Regions from separate parts of the Mus musculus genome. Here region 2 is linked to region 1. Evidence: chromatin contacts called from public HiChIP or PLAC-seq data. All regions are on one chromosome and are shown on one strand. Each heading gives the region's core, a stretch centred on a gene start, on an enhancer-like site or on the middle of the called end of the contact. The rest is flanking DNA. Distances are from core to core; before and after follow the strand shown. Region 1 overlaps Tlk1 (tousled-like kinase 1). Region 2 overlaps Mettl8 (methyltransferase like 8).

What was found. HiChIP or PLAC-seq counts read pairs in DNA pulled down with a chosen protein or histone mark.
Region 2: a contact with region 1 is called in an H3K27ac HiChIP or PLAC-seq map of epiblast stem cells, with 5 times the contacts expected there. The contact joins two enhancer-like sites. A contact is called at or near these places in 6 of 484 Hi-C or Micro-C datasets (B cells, bone marrow-derived macrophages, cochlea and 2 more), 12 of 115 datasets of contacts at active chromatin or transcription factors (bone marrow-derived macrophages, embryonic basal ganglia, embryonic stem cells and 5 more) and 3 of 9 other capture datasets (adipose tissue, embryonic stem cells and liver).

Annotation. Positions count from the first base shown.
Region 1 is chr2:70,804,150-70,808,212 of GRCm38.p6, forward strand. All of the region lies in intron 1 of Tlk1 (tousled-like kinase 1), which reads right to left. Among named protein-coding and RNA genes, the nearest start is that of Tlk1, 19 kb to the right of the region's middle. Within about 2 kb of position 2,027, at least 13 of the 459 cell types and tissues checked have an H3K27ac peak or open chromatin away from gene starts, as enhancers often do. A contact at or near this core is called in epiblast stem cells, where this site is marked.
Region 2 is chr2:71,025,286-71,029,348 of GRCm38.p6, forward strand. All of the region lies in intron 1 of Mettl8 (methyltransferase like 8), which reads right to left. Among named protein-coding and RNA genes, the nearest start is that of Mettl8, 28 kb to the right of the region's middle. Within about 2 kb of position 1,771, at least 24 of the 459 cell types and tissues checked have an H3K27ac peak or open chromatin away from gene starts, as enhancers often do. A contact at or near this core is called in epiblast stem cells, where this site is marked.

The DNA of each region.
Region 1 (4,063 bases), core at 777-3,276:
ACCAGTAAGCAGCAGCATTCCTCCATGGCCTCTGCATCAGCTCCTGCTTCCTGAGCTGCCTGAGTTCCAGTCCTGACTTCCTTTGGTGATCAACAGCAATGTGGAAGTATAAGCTGAATAAACCCTTTCCTCCCCCAACTTGCTTCTTGGTCATGTTTGTGCAGGAATGAAACCCTAACACAAATTGGTACCAGGAGTGGGGTATTCCTGTGAAAACACAACCATGTTTTGGGGAGAACTATGGAAGGACTTTGGAACTTTGGGCTAGAAGATCCATTTGGTGTTAAGAGCTCTGTGGGATGTTGTGTAGGAGCTTGGAAGATAATGTTTAGAACAGTGCAGAAGATGGAGGCCTGGCTTGTGAAATTTCAGAGGGAAGATGAAAGACTCTTATCAGGGCTGTTGCTATTTTGACTGTGAAGATTCTGTGGTTCTGGTTAGCTGGGGCTGAAGAATCAGCTGTGATTAACAAGATACCAGAACTACTAAAGTGAAAACTTTGCATTACTGGGACTATTGATGCTGGTTAGCTGGAGCTAAGAAATTAGCAGTGATTAAGAAAAGACCAGCATTATTGAGGTGAAATCTTCTGGGAAGTGTTTTCTGAGAGCACAGAGGCTGTGTTCCGGAGATAGCTAATGTTGTACCTTGGGCTGTGGCTGGACTTGGTAATGTGTAAGAGTCACCCAGGTGGTACTGGTTTTGAAGACATGAAGGGGTCATTAAGAGCAGCTGAGGCTGGGCACTGTGAGAGGCTGCAGAAGGCCATTGGTGAAGGTGCAGCCTCAGTTGCAGCTGATGGCCCAGGACTGAAGGGGTCATGCAAAGGAGTTGATGCTTGGCACCATGAAGGAAGCCTATGAGAGCTATTGGTGAAGCCAAGTTACAGCCGAAGACAGCAGTGTTTTGAAGATGCCAGTACCATGAGATGACCACCAAGAACAGCAGCAGCAGTGCAATTTAGGCCATCTGGATCCTAGAAGACAAGGTGTGTGCTACAGGGCTGGAGAAGTGACCCAAGCCCTTGGAGGAGCCCAGAATATCGTGAGTTGGATTCCAGACATTAGATGGTTGGAGTTCTGATTTTGCTTTTGATTGTGAGTGTGTCCTGATATTGTTCCCTCTTGAAGGAAAATTATTTTAGTAGAGCCCACAATTAAGAGACTTTTAATTGTAAAAAGACTTTGGATTTTAAAAGAGAATGGATATTTTAAAGGAATTGAAATTTCAATATGTAAGAATTTGCAAAGACTGTGGGACTTTTAAGGTTATTTAGATCTTGGAGATGAATAAGAAAGTAAGGGTTGAGGTTTAATAGTCGTGTGTTTGTGTGTCAAGTTGACAAGGGGTCAACTGTACTAGCTGGTTTTGTGTGTCAACTTGACACAGGCTGGAGTTACCACAGAGAAAGGAGTTTCAGTTGGGGAAATGTCTCCATGCATCCAGCTGTGGGGCATTTTTTCAATTAGTGATCAACAGGGGAGGGCCCCTTGTGGGTGTTGCCATCCCTGGACTGGTAGTCTTGGGTTTTATAAGAAAGCAAGCTGAGCAAGCCAGGGGAAGCAAGCCAGTAAGGAACATCCCTCCATGGCCTCTGCATCAGCTCCTGATTTCTGACCTGCCTGAGTTCCAGTCCTGACTTCCTTTGGTGATGAACAGCAGTGAGGAAGTGTAAGGTGAATAAACCCTTTCCTCCCCAACTTGCTTCTTGGTCATGATGTTTGTGCAGGAATAGAAACCCTGGCTAAGATAAAAACTATTCAGCAATTTGCATATAAGTAGTAATAATTTCAAAACTAGGCTGTTGTCAGGAAGGCAAGATTGATTCAATTAAGAGCAGTAGCAATCCCACATTATAGGAGTTAATCATGGGAGTAGGCTGAGAAGTGTTTCGAGTTAAGGAAAACACCCCTACCCTGAAAGTACTCAGTGGGAAGACCCACCTCAGTATCGGTAGCATCATCCTAGAGGCTGGGCCTGGATGAGACACAAGGAAAAAAGGAAAGTGCAGTGTGGCTTGATTCTCTTAGCACACCTGAGTTGTGGATAGCCCTGGGGCTAATTATTTTGATGTTAATTCCATTCCCCAGAGAGGGACTGTGAACAAGGAATGAGTCAGCACTCAGGTGATTTCCTGTAAACCTTCTTCCCACCTTAATTTGTAAAATAAAGAAGACTGACATTTGGGCAGAGAGAGGGAAGGTGGCGCAAAAAGAAAAGAAGGAGGTCTGAGACGGAGAGAAAGAGGAGGAGGAAGAAGAAGAAAAGCGGAGCAGCAGCACATGGCCTGGAGAAACCGCAAGTTCTAAGGGGTCTCATAGATGTGGAAGATGGTAGTATAGCAGTACATCTGCCCAGTCTAGGCGCACAGCATGTATTCATATTAATTGTGTCGTGTTTTCATTGCTGGGGCATATTTGGGAGAAGATTTACCACACCACACCACACCTGGTTTCCAAGTGCTCCAAGTTCTGCAACCATGAGCCCAAATACATCTTTAGAATGTTGCCTTTCAGGTATCTGTCACAGTGACAAAACAAAAAAACAAAACAAAAACAAAGCAAAACACACTCATATGACCTCATTTAAAAGACTTAGAAAAAAGTTATTTATCTAAATAGATAAAGACGCGTTTAATGAAAACACTCATTATTTAAACAAGAGCCATTAATTAGGTACACAAAGAAATTTCCTTCAACTAAAGGTGACAGATCAAAAATACCAAAACACCAAATTGCAAAATACTAAAAGATTGTGAAATACAAGACAATGGGTCCACTATAACACTTAATCGGTCAATGTTAAATCTAGAACAACAAAAACTACAAACTGCAAAAGATGAACCAATCACCTTCATCACCCATATATGCTGACAGAAATGCAAATAAATTTGAGAGTAAAAAGAATTATAAGCAAGATTACTAGTTATCAAGTCAACATAAAATATTAACTGTTTCTGCATTATCAGCAATAAACCAAAAATAATGTCTAAGAAGACATAATTTATAATCACACTGAAAGGCATAAAACACCTAGAAGCCTAACAATAATTATGTGATCATTATGGAGAAATTATAAATTATTAACAGAAATGGGATACTGCATATATGATTTGGAATACTCATTATTTTTTTAGAATGGTCTATAAATTTAATGTGTAATCTCAAATAGGTTGATGGTGTTTTAACTGTTTTTACTTTTTTGTATAATTTTCAAGAGCTAAAATTAATCAATAACAATCCTGAAGAAAATCAGAAGTCCATACAAATTTTCTATTGCACACTTACAAATTACCGCCAGGGTCTCTGCTTAGAGTTTATAAATATGAAATCACTGGCAACTAGGCTATATAGCTGTCGAGCTGCTATAAGAGATGCTACAGGGTGAATCGGAAATTGCCCACTAATGTTTATGTGCTCAGACTCCAGCCGAAAGCTATGGCATCTTTAAGACAACCTGGTAGGAACAGCTGCTGCCACCCTCTTTGCCATGACACTAATCTGAACCATGCACAAACTCATGTTTCCTCTCTCATAAGTTCCTGTCAAATATTCCAATTACAACAGTATTCTGACAAATATTACAGCAGTACAAAAAGTAATGATTACAGAGGAAAACCTGCTTCTACATCCATTCAGAATGTAGGTATAGCTCAGTTTATAGGCCCAAGGTCCCCATTTCCATTTACTGGTTGGAGGTTGGACTTATCTTCTGTGGTTTATCTGCATTTCTAGTTCATACCGTTAAATCTTCCTGAGTCAGTTTGAGACCAGCCTCAGCTATAAAGGAAGGCCCTGGGGGCTAGTGAGATGGCTCAGCAGGTAAGAGCACCCGACTGCTCTTCCGAAGGTCCTGAGTTCAAATCCCAGCAACCACATGGTGGCTCACAACCATCCCTAATGAGATCTGACTCCCTCTTCTGGTGTGTCTGAAGACAGCTACAGTGTACTTACATATAATAAATAAATAAATCTTTAAAAAAAAAAAAAAAAAAGGAAGGCCCTGTTTCAAAACTAAGCATGGTCAAGCAGGAAAGAGGGGGCTAGTTTTTTCTGACCTCTGT
Region 2 (4,063 bases), core at 521-3,020, 220 kb after region 1:
ACAGCATTTTTTAAATAAATATTTTATTTATAAAACATATATTACTTATAAAACACTAAAATATATACATATATTAGAGAATATATATGTATATGTGTGCGTGTGTGTGTGTGTATGTGTGTGAGAGAGAGAGAGAGAGACAGAGAGACAGAGAGAGAGACTCATGTGCATACTACTTTTGAATGCCACATCTACCAAAGGTATCCCAGTACTGATTCTTGGGTTTTCACCCAGTTGCTAATTTTTTGCAACTGATTTAAGGAAGCCCAGAGTTCCTTCTCTCCCTCCTCCTCTCACTGCTGCATCTTCTCTTGGGCCTTCATCAGTCAACAAGGAATGCAGCTGGGAGCTCCCAGCCCCAGACAAGGAGAGTACATTTTCTTTGCAGAGCTCAAACCTCAAGAGACAGGCAAAGGGCCCTTGCATCACTGAAAGTCACATTTTACCACAGGTTTTTCCACTGGGCAAGCAGCACGGCCTCACAGAGGAAGGAAGAGGTCTTAACTTCCTGGCTTTTTAAGCTTGATCCTAAGTTTACAAGGGGTTCCAGGGCTGAGAGGCACGCCAAGGAAACAGAGCAAGAAATTCTGTTCATAGGAAACTTTCAAGAGCTACCCCTGGAGCAATGTGCCGACTCCAGGCAAAACCTATTTGTAAGACTCCCCAAGAATGATTCCCAGTTGTCTCGGCTCCCTGAAAGCCAGGGGAGAGGAGAGAGGCGTGCTAATCAGATGCTAACTGTCTGCCCACCACTTAAAAGTTAACTCCACTTCAGAGTTTCCTAGGTTCTGAGCCGCTTTGAAATAAGCAAATCACCTCTGTAACTGTTTAGCTTTTCTTCTCAGCTGGGAAGCTGGTGCAAAGGTTTTAGTCAGAGGCGCAAACATCATCTAGATAGAGCCACGCTAAACATTACCCGAGAGGTTAGCATTAACGAGAGGGAATTAAAGTGCTATTGTTGCACTATTTTGGAGAGTAAAAGTCGACAGGTAAGAAACACTTAAGTATCAACTACACTGGGGCGAAAGCTGAAGCTTCAATTAACCCTGGCAATTTCAGAGAACTCCGAGGGTGACCATCTGCAAGGCAAACAGCTCCGCAACTTGCACATCTTGTTTTAATCTTTCTTTGCATGATTATAATTTCAGGGTATAAATAAGGTTATTAGCAGGAACAGAACAACAACAATAATTACAGTAAGTGCTTGCAGAGCACTTTGATCATGCTATGACGTCAGTCACCCTGCAGCTTCAAAATGGGAATCTCATGGTTAGTGTTTTCCGGGATCGTCCTGAGAGGTGGCTACATCAGTCTTTTCCCACACAAAGGACTCAGGAATAAGAGACTAAGTTAGGGACTTCAGGAATTCCCACCAATCCAAAATATCTGAAGGGATTATTATTTTAGATACTCTGGGAATGTCATCACATACATTATGATGGATCAGAATAAAACTCGTTTAAACTCATCCAATTGGTATTTTACATGTCTATGCTACAGTAACATTTGGAGGTAATGTTAGGGTCCATGATTTGCTGGACTCAAATAGTATGCAAAAGCAAAGAGCTTTTATTTAGCTGAATTTCCTGCATGTAGGGGTCTCCCCATTTGGGAATGGAGACCTCTGGTGGACCCAGCTTTTATTGTCAGGTAGGAGAATTCCAGGAGGGGCGTGTGCCCTTTTAAGTTGATTGGTTAGCTCTATCTCCAGGGGCCTGACAATTGGTTAGGCTCTGGCGACTTCTGGTGGCTCACTCATTCAAGCTACCCAGTCTTACTTCAGGCCAGAAGACAAGGCGTCCTCCGATTGGCTGCCTGCGGCTGCAGTGGACTGACCACAGGTTCCTGGTTCTCCTTTCTGGGAAACAGAAGCTTAGGCCTAGTCTCCCAAACTGCCAGTTTGCAGCTTGTCCTGGGGTCAGCCTGGCTCTGCTAACTCAGCCCTCTCATTGTTAGTTGGTTTGGTGTGCTGATAAATGGCCCTAAGGCACATGCATGCACACCTATTAGCAGCCGTTACAAGTGTGCTCAAAGTTCCCATGGCTAAGACCCTGGAGTTCTACCCTGCTTTCCCATCCCCTGTTGAGGTCTTTCTCTTTAGAGACACTTGTGCCCATATGCAAGATTTACTTGGTCATGTTTGGACTTCCTTTATCAATAAGCTTGTCCTGGCTGAGAAGAGAATATTATAAAAATTTCATGTCATGAACGCATATTAGATCTGAAAAACTTGAGCTATATCGTCAATGAATAGATGACATACATCCAAATGAATGTATATCTACAAACTCAAAATCAGATGCGATTTACTCTGGCAGAGGCTATAGCACTGCATAATTCTATTTTAAAGAACTATAATTGCTGGTTCTGAGGGCTCACATTCATATTCTCAACACTTAGGCTGAGGCAGGAAGATTTCAAGTCTGAGGCCAGCCTGAGCAACCAACCCAACAAGGTCCTAGGATATACAATGAGACCCGCTCAAAACAAAACGGAACCTTATGAATTGTAGACAGTGTGCGGTAAAGGCGAAGCGGAGCAGAAGCAAGTGTGGTCCAGTGTTAAAGCACGGAAGAGTGGGTAAGCGGTGCCTGTGTTACGGTGAGCTGTGAGTTACTGCCTGTGTCTCAGGACTGCCCGATACCTGCAGTATTTATGTTGAGCAAAGAAGAATGAGCAGGGGGTTGAGAGATGGCTCAGTGGTTAAAGCACTTGCAGTGCATATATGGGGACAGGAGCTCAGATGCCCAGAACCCACGTACATACTGTGAGCGGATACATACTGCGGCTTCCCTGTAATTCCAGCCTCAGAAAGTGGAGATGTTTTAGCCAATTTGTCTTCAGCTTGAATTTATACTATGCTCTGCTCAGGCCAAGGACATTAATATAGAACATGAGTAGTCTCTCACAACTCTAGTTCCCAGTACAGTCCTGGCCCCTTTGAAATACCATGAGCAGTCTTTACATTTCCGTTGGCCTTCTAGTCTTCCAGGCTCCCAGAGCAAGCTGGCTACTGAGACCTACAATATTGGTGAGCCCCTGGTTTGACTGAGAGACCCTTCCTCACTGAATAAGGCGGAAACCTAATTGGGAGTGATTCCTGACATCCACCTGTGCCTCCACATGCACCTGTACCCACACATGTGTGACCACACATATGCAAATGTGCATAAACACGGGTATATCATACATACACACATACATACATACATACACACATACACACACACACCAAAAAAACAAAAATAGAAAATAAAAAAAGTAAGGGCTAGCCAGGGAGAAAAAGGTAAAAGCTAGGACATTTCAGGTAAGAACCAGCATGCAGAGGGTGGAAAGAAAAGAAGGAGAGAAGAAAGAGAGAGGGAGGGAGGGAGGGAGGGAGGGAGAGAGAGAGAGAGAGAGAGAGAGAGAGAGAGAGAGAGAGAGAGAGAGAGAAGGTAGCTGGTGAAATAGATCAGCAGGTAAAGCCCCAGGACATGTGTTCAATCACTGGGCCTTGCATGGTGGAAGGAGAGAGCTAACTCCTCTAAGTTGTCCTCTGACCTCCACACACAGGGGCCTGGCATGCGTATGCCCCCCAACAAATAAATAAGAATGTAGTGTAAACAGTGCTAACTGAATGCCAGGAAAGAAAGTTGAGAGCGTATACCAAAAAGTAGCCCAGTTTTAAAAACTGACAAACTTTTTTTGAGAAGGAAGGAAGAGAAGAGGTGTACAAATGAGTAATTCTGGATGGAAGGATGTGGGCAATACAGGCTCGGTGAGCTGGGCAGGAAAGCTCTGCAGCCCTGGAAGCAAGCCGGGATTCAGCAGCCGATGGGCAGATGGAAAGCAGCAGAAGCTGGGTTTCTCACGCTCAAGGGGGAAGCCAGAGACACAGGGAGAAAGTGCCCTAGTTCAAATGGCCCCAGGTTAGAAGTGAGGTCAGCAACGTGAAGTCATATTTAGTTTAATATAAACAGAGGCCAATACAAAGAAAACATCTTCACGTTTTATACATGTGCATATACATGTCCCATGCATACACTGTAGCCGTTAGTCTTCATTGAGACACACCTCTGGG